Linked DNA regions of Mus musculus: region 1 is linked to region 2. A link is a contact called in public HiChIP or PLAC-seq data. All regions are on one chromosome and are shown on one strand. The core of a region is the stretch at or near the end of the contact, and the rest is flanking DNA. Distances in the headings are between cores, read along the strand shown.

Region 1 (6,503 bases), core at 3,774-6,273, 140 kb after region 2:
GCATATTTAGATCACAAGTCTTACCTAGGAAAGCATAGTAACAAGCTCCCTCTCAGGGCTGTGACCTCTGGAGCCATGGCTTTTCACCAGGTTTACAACACTGGGCACCAGTTCCTTCCTGTGGAACAGGCCTCAAATCCAGTCAGAAAGCAGTTAGTTACCCTCCTAGCCTTCAGGCCACTATTGTACCATCTTGCCCATCTTGCATTGTATTACAGCATTCAGAATTCATCACTGCATAATAACAAAATGACTTTTCTATACCAGCAAATGGTATACAAAGCTATTATCACACTCTAGATAATGTATTATTCTTCAGAGACAGGATCTCACTGAGTAGTTCAGATGGGCCTTGAACTTCCAACCTTTCTGCCTCAAACACCTGAGCTATTTTCACACATAGACACATTACTTCTAAGTTTCCAATATTTATTTAAAAAAATTTTTAAACTCATTAAATGAAATGTATATATACCTTTCTAAAATAGTAATCTATTACCACTGATACTTATTTTTGTAAAATATTTGTGTTAGTATCTTTTGCTATGTAACAAATTAAACAATGACCATTTGTTATCTCAGTTTCCGAGAATCAAGAATTCAAGTCTGGGGCTGGAAAGATGGCTCAGGGGTTAAGAGTACTGACTGTTCTTCCAGAGGTCCTGAGATTGGTTCCCAGAACCCACACGGTGGTTCACAACCATCTGTAACTTTAGCTCCAACGGATTCAACACCCTCTTTTAGTCTTAGGAGACACATACACAGCACACGCACACACACATACATGTAAATAAAAATAATAAAAATAAATGTTAAGAGAAGAATTCCGGTATGGCCTTCTTGGTTACTTCTGTTACACCTGTTTGAGTGTCAGACAAGGGACACAGTCTTGCTTAAAGGCTACATAATGACGATCAGGCTTTGAATATAGCAGCAGCATTGGCACCAAGTCCTGAAGTGAGCGAGAGCCATTGTGATGTGACAGTCACTTCAGAGAATATTAATGGATATCATATTTAAGCTTGAGATACTAAAGGAATGTCCCCTGAGGGACATTGCCACCTATTCTAAATTTCTAATGCATTTGCAGTTATAGGAAGGGCAGTTATATCATTAGATGTAATTATGACCGGGTTAAATATATATGTTTTTGTGATTGTGTGTGGGATAGTTATTTGGGTGTTATTATGACCCATTGTTGTTTTCATTTGGAAATTAATCATGACATGGGAGATACATGATTGTGTGTCAAGTTGACAAGGAGTAGACTTGTGATGGCTGTTTTGGGTTGTCAACTTAGCTACATTTGGAAGGAACTACAAAGAAGAGCACAGCTGTGAGATTATTTTTGCTTGGTTTGAAGAGGGTGAATCAGCTTCTAGTCTGGACCTTTGCAGCAGGTTAAAGACACACCTTTAACCTGGGCCACACCTTCTGCTGGAAGCCTATACAAGGACAGAGAGGAAGGAAGCTTTTACCTGGTGGCCACACCTCTAATCCTAGCCCTTGGGAGGCAGAGGCAGGTAGATATTTGTAAGTTTGAGGCTAGAGTAAGCTCTAGTCCAGGACTACACAGAAAAACTCTGTCTTTAAAAAACAAAGAAAAGAACAAAACAACAACAACAAAGGAAGCTTTCCTCTTTGCTTGCTCTCCCCTCACTAGCAAGTCCATTCCTTCACTGGTATTAGAGGCCTATGTCTTCAGGATACTAGCATTTACTGCAGACTAGCAGAGGCATCCAGCCTTGTGGACTGAACAACTTCTCAATTCTTGGAATTTCTTTCATAGCCAGCCATTGTTGGATTAGCTGGACTGCAGCCCATATGTCCTTCCAATAAACTACACACACACACACACACACGCACACACACGCACACACACACACACACACAAACGCACACATTTATATGGAACCCTAATATAGCCGTGTAGATCTGGAAGGAGAACACTCCAAGGAGAAGTAACCTGTCCACATAAACTCACAAGGGACAGAAGAGTTGGTAGAATAAGAGTGAGCAAGGAGAGCAGTCTGTGCTGGGCTTCCAGGGATGGTGAGGGTGGAGAAGGTGTTGAACCTTTTAGCCTTTACTGATTGAAGTGCGAGGTCATTGTTGGATTTGGAGTGGAAGGATGGCATGACCCAACCTACATTTTTAAATGCTGGGGGCTGGAGAGATGGCTCAGCATTTAAGAGCACTGACTTCTCTAGCAGACAACTTGGATTCAGTTCCCAGCACAACATGGTGATTCACATCTACCCCTAACTTCAGTTTCACGGGATCAGCTACATCCCTCTTTTGACCTCCAAGGGCAGCAAGCATGTGTGTGTGTGTGTGTGTGTTACACATACCTTCATGACGGCAAAACACCCAAGTACATAAAATCTAAAAAGTAAAATAAAGAGGATTGAGGGTCAGTGGTAAGAAGGAGGAAGAGAGTGTAACCTAGGCTGAAGAGATGGCTCTGCAGTTAAGATTGCAAACTGGTCTTGCAGAGGACCCGAGTTTGACTCATAGTAACCACGATGGGTGCTTTACAACCACCTGTAATTCCAACAATGGGGGATTTGAACTCTCTTCTGGCATCTGTGGGAATCTGTATTCATGTGCATACCTCCACACACATACACATAGTTAAAAGTAAAATGAATCTTAGGAGACAAAGGAAAGTACAATCTCCCGAAGCGATGCCAGTGCCAGCATAAGAGGTGACAGTGATTCAGAGAGGGCTGATGGTACTGGAATTGTGGTTAATCTATGTCTGTCCACATTCAGGTTGTTGTTTTGTGTGTATAGTTGTAGGCTGGAGCCTGGGCCTTTACATGCTAAATAAACCTCTACCCCTCGTCTACATCCCGCCCTGGGCTGCAAGGACAGTTGGATGGATACACATGTATGTGAGTGGGTGGGTGGATGGAGTAGGGTGGGATGTGAGAGATGAAGAGCAGGACTGGATGAGGAAGATGATGGTAGCTTCAAGGCATTTGGAGCTGGGGACTTGGATAAGTGCTGTCATGAGCTTGGAAGGAATAAGCAACAGTCTAGCTCTCAGGGTAAATGGAGGAAGGATGTTGGATTCTAATGCCCACATTTCCAATTGGAGATTCGAATCTGGAGCACAGGGAAGAATACAGGCTGAAGATACACACTGGAATGTTGCATTAAGATGTTGAAACTACATGAACAGAGTTTTGTAAAGAGACCCAAGGACGATGCCACTGCAATACTGTAGAGTTTTAGAGACCAGAGAAAGGCCAGAGGCCACTGGGAGAGAAGTATGAACCAGCAGAAGGGAAGAAAGTGAGGTCTATGCTGTCCTGGAAGCCATGTGGACTGAGTGTTCCTGAAGAAGGGAGTGGGGAACTGTATAGACCAGCTCAGGTAGGTGAGCTCTGAGAACTGGCCACTAATTTATCAAGAAAAGCATCTGGAGGCCTCCACATAGCTCAGAGGGAGACCTTTACTCATGACCGCAACTTGTGGTCATTACAAGGACAAGATGACGCTTCAAAAGATTTGTTTTTCAAAAGCCATTATTTGGTCCTGAGAAAGTTAAGCATCTATAACCCAACAGTTTCATTCCATATATTAACCCCCAAGTGGAAAGATCAGGAGTTCACACAGATACGTGTGGATAATATTTGTAGCCACATTGCTCACACTAATCAGAAGGTAAAAAATGTTTATTATTTCCAAATGTTCATTCAGAATTGAGTAGGTAAACAAAATGTGGGATATCTCTACAATGCAAAATTAGGTGGGAGAAAGAAATTTCTAGATGTGGTATTGTATACTCATAATCCTAGCTTTTGGAAGACAGAGACAGGAGGATCACCAGGAGTTTGAGGTCAGCCTGGGTTAGAGAATGAAATCTTGTCTCAAAACACAAACAGAAAAAACATATTAATGTCACAACATTTATGAATCTGGAAGACAGACCCCAAGTGAGAGAACCCATACATAAAAGGGCAAATGCTACATGTTGGCAGTGATGTGCCTAAAATAACCAGGCCCATGGCTTCACAAGCCCTTGGCGGCAGCAGAGTAAAGCAGGCCACCAGAGGCCAGGGCAAGAGAGGAGGGAGAATATCAGCCAGTCAGTCAGTCAGTCAGTCAGTCCAGATTTTCTGTTTGAGTTCCTAAAACAGTTTCAGAAATGGATACTGTAACGTTAGTTGTACATTAGTGTATGAGAAGTTTCTGTTACTGAATTATATACTGACACAAAGCTTGAAATAGTACATAGAGTTATTACAGGGCCTTTTGAAACTGTAGGGCTGGGCTGGGGGTATAGCTCAGCAGTAAAGCATTTGGTTAGTATGCTTCAAGGACCTGGGTTCAGTCCCCAGTGCGTATTTAAAAAGTGTAAGGAAATTGACGGCATATCTTCCCATGTGTCTGCCTGTCTTAGAATTAAAGTTCACAAATAAGCAAAAAATACTGTGTTCTATTGCTTCTGACCTGGGTCTATTTTAGGCGTCATCTGTGACTGGAGAGCTTCCTGTAGACTCTTTGGTAGATGCTTCTTATCTCCTTTATAATTCAAGTTGTAGTCATCAGAATTAAAGAAAGTAATGTCCCTGTATATACAGGTCATATCATCAGAAGACCAGGAGAGAGCCAGTTATTATGAAATGAGCCAACTAAAGTGTTAGAAGAGCTCATCTCTGTTTTTGACACAATCGCGCTATACAGCACAGGCTGGTCTTGAACTTGAGAGATTCTTGCCTCTACTTCTTCAGTGGTCCATTATTATCATGCTCACAAGAGTGTATCATTTAAACACTACATTTAAAACTTAATGTGTGTGTATACTAAGGAACACTATTCTCAAATAACAGTTCTTGAAAATTATGTCTTGAGAGCACATCAATAATTTTTTTGCTAAAACAGCATTTCTGCTAATGCCACAGAACTGATAGGAGAAGCCCCGAGGACTAGGAGGTTTTGTAGTGCAGCATATTTAACAACCGTGACAACTCTAGAATTGTAAGCAGCCTCGCCTCTTTGTCTGGGATCCGTTGGCAGCATTGTGTCTACTGGCATACCCTGCGACATTCTGCTGCAGCCAAAGCTGGGCCACTGCTGGTCGAGGAAATGTTTACAGAGTGTTGTCAGGTCTTGGTGGTATCTGTATTAAAAACACCATTCCACTATTCCTTTCAAAAGCCACCGTGCTAAAATATGTAATAAATGTAAAATAAAATAATAAAACATGAGTCTACAATTACTTCTCAGTCTTGATGAAACAAAGACCGGTGTGTTGTTGTGGCCCGGGGAGCGAGCCCTCACTGCTTTGTATGACTTCAGAGGTGAATTTCGATGGGGGGAAGATAGATGGATGCCAGATGCAGTTTGACATAGACTCGGGCAGCTGCTCCGAGGCCAGGTTTCATTAGCGGCTAAGTGCGCCAGCAGAAGCAGCAGTGTGGGGCCCCACATGCCAAGAGGACGAGCGAGCGAGCGAGCGAGAGCAGCGGAGCGATACAATATTCACTAAGTGATTTTAATCTCGGAGATTGAGTGTCGCCCAATCAGTTTCCAGGTTATAAAAACAATGCATTAGAGGGCCCAAGTCTTTGTCCACTTGGGGAAGAAACTTTTCCTTTTTTTCCTTTTTTGTTTGTTAGTTTTAAAACAACCATCCCAAAAAAGTTCACCAAACCCATATGGGTAGTTTGCATTAAAAAAAAAAAAAAAACCACACTAATCTCCCTGACACACACACCCTTCCTAAAAGAGGCATGTTACCACAGCCAGGAAGGTAGTCCTCGGTAAATGGGACCAATGACTGTTTTAAGTGAAAGTCTTAGATGAACTTACCGGGCCTCTCCCAGCCTTAAAGTTGTCTCCTACCCTATCCCACGGTCACATCTATTCTCCAAAAACAAACAATAGAACAGAAGTCTCTGTACAAAGAGAGAGAAAGCTTATGTGCTTTTGAGACCATGTGATCTGCATCATTAGTGTTGAAAAACATGTACCCAGCTAACATTGTGAATTTTAAAAAGTTGTAGTAAAGAACTGTTGCTCTACTTGTGGGGTCACAAGCAATTATGACACAACTCCGACAGCAAGTTTGACTGCTGTGTATATATTTTGTTGTCTGGAGAAGGGAGCCTTTATTCAGTGTATTTTTAAAACTTGTTAAACTGCCCTTGCTGTTCTGAGAAGTGACCTCATGTGCCAGTGATGCGGCCATTTTGTGTAGGGTAATTTTGTTCATTGAAAGTAACGCAGAATTTCTAATTGGTTAGACACGTACATATTTGAGAACTGACCTTGTAGCAGCCCCAGCTTTTCTTTTAGTCTTAGGAATGCCTTATGCATCGTGGCTCTGAGACATTACAGAGTATTTTTCTACAGATCTGTGTGTGCTCAACTCTTTTAATAGCAAGATTTATTCTTGGAGAAGAATGGCTTCTATTGTACTTCAGGTTTTTTTTAGTGTTTTAACTTAGTAATAATTATTTCTTTTGTAGTCTAAAATATGGCTAAAGATT
Region 2 (6,662 bases), core at 3,281-5,780:
CGTGTGTAAGAGTGCCTTCTGCGCGTTCAGCAATCCCTTAATTACCTAGGGAGACCTTCCGAAACAGGAACTCAATATTGGTCCCTAAAAGGTTGGGTAATGGGTTTTCCTTACTTCTGAAATCCAAGGGGATCAATCACTGATTCCCCATGGTTCCCAGACTCTTCTGGATGTCTTTGTCTTCTAAAAATCCTAGGCTCCCACGAGAAAGCACTTAGTTAAGGATGCAGAGATGCTGTGTACCCCTCAACCTATTAATCATCCTGAAACCTTTGCTAGGAATTTCCTGCTCCTTGATCCGACCTCCTCAGCAGCGCGGCTAACTCAGACCTGGGGAGGAATGCTTAGAATTGCTCTCGCCTGTCCATCTTCTATTTACCCCGCCCAGTCTTCTGTTCACAGCCAACCCCTGGGAAGCAGGGAACTCTCTGGCTTCCCTCTCCGGTCCTGCAGTAGCCATCCTGAGATGGCACCATCTTCACAAATTGGGTTTCTGTGTTCCTTCTCCAGTGAGTGCTTATATCAAATTCAGTGCGTGCTCAGAGTGCACCAGGCCGTCTGATTGCAGCCGGCCAACACCCACCTTTTTTATCGGATGGAGCTCAGAACCTCATACAGGCTAGGAAGGCACTCTACCAGTGTGCTACAGTCCAAGCCTAGTATTTAAAAAACGTTTGTGTATGTCAGCAGTTCTCAACCTGTGTGCCGTGACCTCTTTAAGGGTCGAATATCAGATACCCCACATATCAGAAATTTACGTTACAGTTCATAACAGCAGCAAACTTAGAGTTATTGTATGGTTGGGGGTCACCACAACATGAGGGACTGTATTAAAGGTTGAAGCACGGGGGAGATTGAGAACCACTGGTGTGTGTACATATATATTTAAATGTGTGGGTATGTGGTGTCTGTGTGTTCGTGTGGGTACACATGCATGTGTGTAAGTACCTGAGGAGACCAGATCAGTGTCCTCCTCCATCACTGTCCACTGGAGACACGGCTCCTGTGAGTATCACTATGAATTGTCAACTTGACAGAACTTGGATGGAATCACCTGGCATACCTTAGAGGGTGTCTTGATTGACATGGAAGATTTTGTGGTTCCCTGGGCTTGGGTCCTGGACTACATAAACAGGAGGGAGCTATCTAATCCTGAATATCCATTCCTCTCTTTTTGCTGACTGCAAAGCAATGGGCTCAGCTCCCTGAAGTTCCTGCTGCTCCCCAACCATGATGTAAATTAATGTCACTTTTGTCAGAGCATCAAGGCAAGTAAGGAATGCAGTCTCTCAGTAAACATAATGGTTCAGCTAGGCCTGCTGACCAGAGGGCTCTGTCTTCCTGCCACCACCCCCAGGGGGTGACAGATGTCCTGTAACAATTTTACATCAGTGCTCCAAATTCAGGTCCTTATACATGCTTGGCAGGCTCTTTCCCAAGTGAGGCATCTCCCCTATTGCAGTATTTTATATCTTAATAGGAAGAGCAGAGTAGATCCAAAGTTAAACCGTTTTATATATTGGTGAATATATGGAGAAATTAAAGTAGGCTGTATATAATGACCCGTGCCTGAAATCCCAGAGCTCAAAGGCTGAGGCAGGAGGAAAATCCTGGAGAATGAGGACGGGCCTGGGAAAGGTGGGGAGGTGGAAGGGATAAGGGAAAAGGGCTAACCCACACTAACACTATAGGGCTGAGGTGCAGTGCTGGTCTGGAAGATGCCTCCTGGAGAGGGGCACTTGAGACCTTACCAGCAAGAAGAGGGCCACCCTCAAGATGTGTAGACAAATGCTCCAACAGAGGAAACAGTCAGGACATGAGACCTGGGGTGGAAGCTACCAGAGAGGAAAAGGCACCAGGGACCTAGGAACAAGCTGTGCATGCTTTTATACTGTGGTGTGTTGTCTGAGCGATGTGACCCACACCTGTAGTCCCAGCATGTGGTCAGGGTCAGCCTCTTACCCCAAGAACCATTCAGGCTAGACATAAACACCTTTACCATATGGCTGACCCCAGTCCCAGCACTTGGGAGGCAGAGGCAGAAATATCAAGAGTTCTATGTCATCCTAACCAGATAATGACAGAGGAGAGGAGGCAGTGTTCAGTGACCTTAAGGAGAAGCGGCGGTGGGGAGGGCCTGGTGATGAGCATTCCGAAGAGCTGGGGTTATTTTATTTTAAAGTTGTACATTCAATTTTGTCTATGTATTTATTTTTGCAGCTGGTCTTGCTATATTGTCCAAGGTTAGCATCAATTACAGGCATGACATCTGTGACATTCAGTGTGTGTGTGTGTGTGTGTGTGTGTGTGCGTGTGTATGTGTATATATGTGTGTGTGTGTGTGTGTGTGTGTGTGTGTGTGTAACCCAGGTGAGCTGGAACACATATTTTAGCTGAGGGCGGTCTTGAACTCCTGACCTCCAGCTCACTTTGCTTCTTTATTTCTGGTGTTGTACCTCTCTCTCTGTGGCTAAGTAACAATGGCAGTGACTGGGAACAAAAGGACATTCTAGGGTCCAAGGTGCTTGGCCTCAGAAGTCTCTCTAGTGAGGGTCTTAGAGGTCAAAAGGTCAAGACTTGCACAAGCCCACCAAATGACAAGCGTCAGGAAACACAGGCTTCCATATTTGATCCTGCTGGAAGCCTCCCAGACAGCTTCCTTTACATGGGACCCCAATCACTTTGGCTGGCTGTGATTCTCAGCCTTCTCCTCTAGCTCCTGGTGTCTTCAGCGCCCTGCTTCGGAGTGGATTACTTCCCTCATTGGATGCACACCATGCAATGACTTTGTGCACCAGCTCAGCTACAACAGAGCTCTTGCTTCACGATGTGCCAGCGGAGTGTGATACAAACAAGATCCAGCTTCCCCTCGCAGCAAGGCTTCCTCTAACCCCACAGTGTGTTCCTGAGCTGAGGTCCTGCAGGGCCAGAGCTGGGATCTGGGGACTGCCAGTGGGTGCTGGAGACAGGGTCTCGCATCGCATCCCCAGCCCCTGCCTGAGACCTCACTGGCTTCATGGCTCTGGCGCTCACAGACCTTGAGCAGTCGGACAAACTCCGAGCATCAGTTTTTTTGTCTGTATCTGAGGCTAGAGCCTGACCGCCTATGAGTAGGGTAACTCAAGAATGAAGGGGGAGTTACCTGCTATGTTGCAGGAGGACAAAGGAACTCCCTGGGTGCAAAGCTTCTAAGGGGACTCTGGTGGTTTGACTCTGCTTGGCCCAGGAAGGAGCACTATTAGGGGGTGTGGCCTTGTTGGAGTAGGTGTGGCCTTAGAGGAAGTGCGTCACTGTGGTGTGGGCTTTGAGACCCTCCTCCTAGCTGTCTGGAAGACTGTCGTCCTAGATGCCTTCGGATCAAAATGTAGAACTCTCAGCTCCTCCAGCACCATGTCTGCCTGCGTACTGCTATGCTTTCTAACATAATGATAACCGACCGAACCTCTGAACCTGTAAGTCAGCCCCAATTAAGTGTTATCCTTTATAAGAGTTGCCTTGGTCACGGTGTCTCCTCACAGCAATGAAACCCTAACTAAGACAGAGACCCTTCATCTTCAAAGCACTCAAAACCTTTTGGGTTTGGGTAACTCTGGAAGAAGGCAGCCTCTCCATGACCTGCTTTGTCTTCCAAACACTCACTGAGGTGAGAACTGTCAGAGGCCCTCCCCACTGACTCAACCGCTTTCCTCCCTAACCAGGTAAAACTGCACACTGGTCACAGTTACTTTCCTTAGGCTCCAAATACTATTTATCTGCATGTAAGCCACGGTACCCGGAACAAGCAGAGCACGGGGCCACCCCTTACAGTCCCCAGTAGGAAAGAAGGGTGCCTTGCCAAGGCCTTGTTGCTTGCCCATGTAGCTTCTCTTCTGGGAGATAGATGCCAGGGCACGGGCCACCCTTGGTGATCGAGACACACTGGAGAGTCCTTGAGTTCTCTGCTTCTGTGTTCATGTCCTAAACTGGCTGCCAGCCGTTACCTATAAACTAGAGCTCAGCTGCTTTCTCGGCCGTGGAGTGACAACAATGCCACCAAAATAAGCCACAGTCTTTTCCCTGACACTTGTACTCCAGGGCCTGGCAGCCACGCATCAGGCCAGAGGACTTCAAAGTCAGGGTGTGCCTGGGGGAATCCAGGAAGGAGACCCTAGGCAGGCAGAGCCTGAGGCATAATGCACTACAGAACTGATGAATTCTTTTGGTTCCAAATCTTTACAGCTTTGCCAAACCCAGTGGGGAAAGATCAGCTGCAAAGTTCTGTCAGGAAAGTACCAGGTGCTGAGCTGTTCCCAATCTGACTTAGAAGCAGTTAGGGGCCAGGGCTGTTTAGGGTTGGCATTCCGTTCTTTGCTAGGTCTAGGAGATGGCCAGCGCACTCTTGAAGTCAGTGCCACCCTGCCCCTGGGCTGTGCTGAGGTAAAGGCAGACACGGGGCCGTGGAGGAAACTGGAAGCATTTCCCTCCCACACTGCAGGACAACCACACAAAGGACCTCCTCTGTTGGCCCTGTATGATGGGATGGGCTGGCAGGGGAGGACTGAGACTGTCGCCCAGTGCAGGGCCAGGCAGCTGCAAATGAAACACAGACCTAGAGCACTCGGGGAGGCAAGCATTCGATCTTTCTAAGAGCCAAGAAATCCTGGCTAAAAGCTCAGCTACAGAGGGAAGAAAAGACTCGGGCAATACTTGAAACCAAGCAAGCCCCCTGGAAATGTTGGATTCCTGACAGATAAGGAGCCAAGCCAAGGGCTTTTTTCCTGCTGGCCCAAACACAAAAGCGAAGGACTCTGGAGAAGTGGAAGATCAGCCTGGAAGGGACTCTGAAAGCAGAAGAAAGCTCTTGAAGCCAGAAAATGTTCACCCCACTCAGACCCCAGGGCTCATATCCAGCCAGTGTGGGGGAAGGGACACTTGGTGTCACATACCTTCAAGGCTGCACTATCCTGGTGGACACTCCAGTGAGAGGCGCTATGGTGGTGTGGTATCTCCAGCACTCCAGGGGGCTTGGTTGCAAGGCCCAGTGCCCACCTGAGGTGTGTGAGTTATTGGTTAATACCTCTCCCATGCTCTGAAGGAAGTGACTCCTGAAGTAAGGTTGGACGTAGCTTGATTAATTCTTTGTTAGATTTTTTTTTCCTTTGTTCTAAGACAGGGTTTCTCTGTGTAGCCTTTGCTGTTCTAGAACTCACTCTGTGACCAGGCTGGCCTCAAACTCAGAGCTCGCCTGTCTCTGCCTCCGGAGTGCTGGGATTAAAGGCATGCACCACCACCACCACCTGGTTTAGATCTTGTTTATTTTTTGGTGCTAGGGGTTGTACCCATGGCTTCAGATATGCTAGGCACACATTCCCCATGAAGTTTCACCCTCAGAGCCTGGAGCTTCACCCCAAAGGAAGCTGCACAGCAGTACATTATGGGTAAAACTTATGAACACACAAAGGACTGTTCCTTTATCCATATTGCCTGTCATGTGGAGGGAGGATACTTTTTTTAAAGCTCTAAAAACTAGACATGGTGCCTTGTGTCTGTAATCCTACCACTAAGGAGGTAGAGGCAGGAGGATCAGGAGTTCAAGGACAGCCTGGGCTGTCTCAAAAAAAAAAAAAAAGGTTCTAAGATTAAAGAATAAAAGAGTTCTGTGTGAGGATTGGCTCAGTGGCGCAATCCTCCTCATTCTTTGCTAGATCTTGAAGAAAAAGATAAAAAGGATATATGACAGCTTTTTAAGAATAATAGAAAGAAAAGAAAAACCTTCCTTCTGAATATGAGTAGAACATTCTCTACACAAAGGAATTTGGGCAAAAAATAGAAAGAAGGGGTCAAAGGTCACCTATCACTTATCTCCCTGAAGGGGAGATTGTCACATTTCCTGTACATGCAGATATATGTTTTGGGGGAGAGGCAGGGGTTCAAGACAGAGTTTATCTGAGTAACCCTGGCTATCCTGAAACTTACTCTGTAGGCCAGGCTGGTCTCAACTCAGGGAACTAGAGGCATGTGCCACCATACCTGGCTCAGATCAATGTTTTTACATGAGGTGGAGTTGTTAGAACGAGGGCTGGGGGCATCTCAGGAGAGCGATGCTTGCCTCGTGGATACAACACTGGAGAAAGTTTTACCATGAGCCTTCTTCCTGCCCCTTTTTCTGCAGGTAACCCTCAGCTGGCCTGGCCTGGTTGGTTGCCCTTTGTCCCAAGAGAGGAAAGGTTACTAGTTGGCTAGGTAACTTAGTGTTAATTGTTAACCTGACAGAATCTGGAACCACTGGGGAGCTGGGCCTCTAAGCATTCTAGGAAGTTCTTGTGATTGTACTAATTAGTGTGGGAAGCTCTGAGTTAATTTTGGGTGGGACCTGGGCTGTATAAGTAGAAAAAGAGAAAATCAGTAATAAGTTTCCAGAACAATGGACAGTCTGCAATGGCAAAGGGGTCAGAGTCTGTGTTTCAAGTTGTGTAGAATAAAGCTTTAGTTACAAATGAGAAAGAGAGCTGAGCATGTGTGTGCCCCTTTGTGTCCCCTGCCTGGTGACAGATGTGACATGATTAGTTCCCTCAGGATCCTGTACACACACCTCCCTGCTATGAGGGAGGGTCTAACCTGGAACTGTGAGCCAAAGCCATCCCTTAAAACAGGAGACGAGAATGATGAACACCTACGATCTA

Evidence for each region. HiChIP or PLAC-seq counts read pairs in DNA pulled down with a chosen protein or histone mark.
Region 1: an H3K27ac HiChIP or PLAC-seq map of neural progenitor cells shows a contact between it and region 2, with 5 times the contacts expected there. The contact joins two enhancer-like sites. A contact is called at or near these places in 6 of 15 datasets of contacts at CTCF or cohesin (CD8 T cells, the G1E-ER4 cell line, the NIH/3T3 cell line and 2 more), 43 of 484 Hi-C or Micro-C datasets (B cells, CD4 T cells, CD8 T cells and 15 more), 23 of 115 datasets of contacts at active chromatin or transcription factors (the 230-238 cell line, bone marrow-derived macrophages, embryonic basal ganglia and 12 more) and 3 of 9 other capture datasets (adipose tissue, embryonic stem cells and liver).

What each region holds. Positions count from the first base shown.
Region 1 is chr11:20,598,223-20,604,725 of GRCm38.p6, forward strand. It overlaps a transcript of Sertad2 not described here. Among named protein-coding and RNA genes, the nearest start is that of Sertad2, 31 kb to the right of the region's middle. Within about 2 kb of position 5,024, at least 64 of the 459 cell types and tissues checked have an H3K27ac peak or open chromatin away from gene starts, as enhancers often do. A contact at or near this core is called in cerebral cortex and neural progenitor cells, where this site is marked.
Region 2 is chr11:20,456,116-20,462,777 of GRCm38.p6, forward strand. No RefSeq gene overlaps it. Among named protein-coding and RNA genes, the nearest start is that of Gm39606, 6.4 kb to the left of the region's middle. Within about 2 kb of position 4,531, at least 63 of the 459 cell types and tissues checked have an H3K27ac peak or open chromatin away from gene starts, as enhancers often do. A contact at or near this core is called in cerebral cortex and neural progenitor cells, where this site is marked.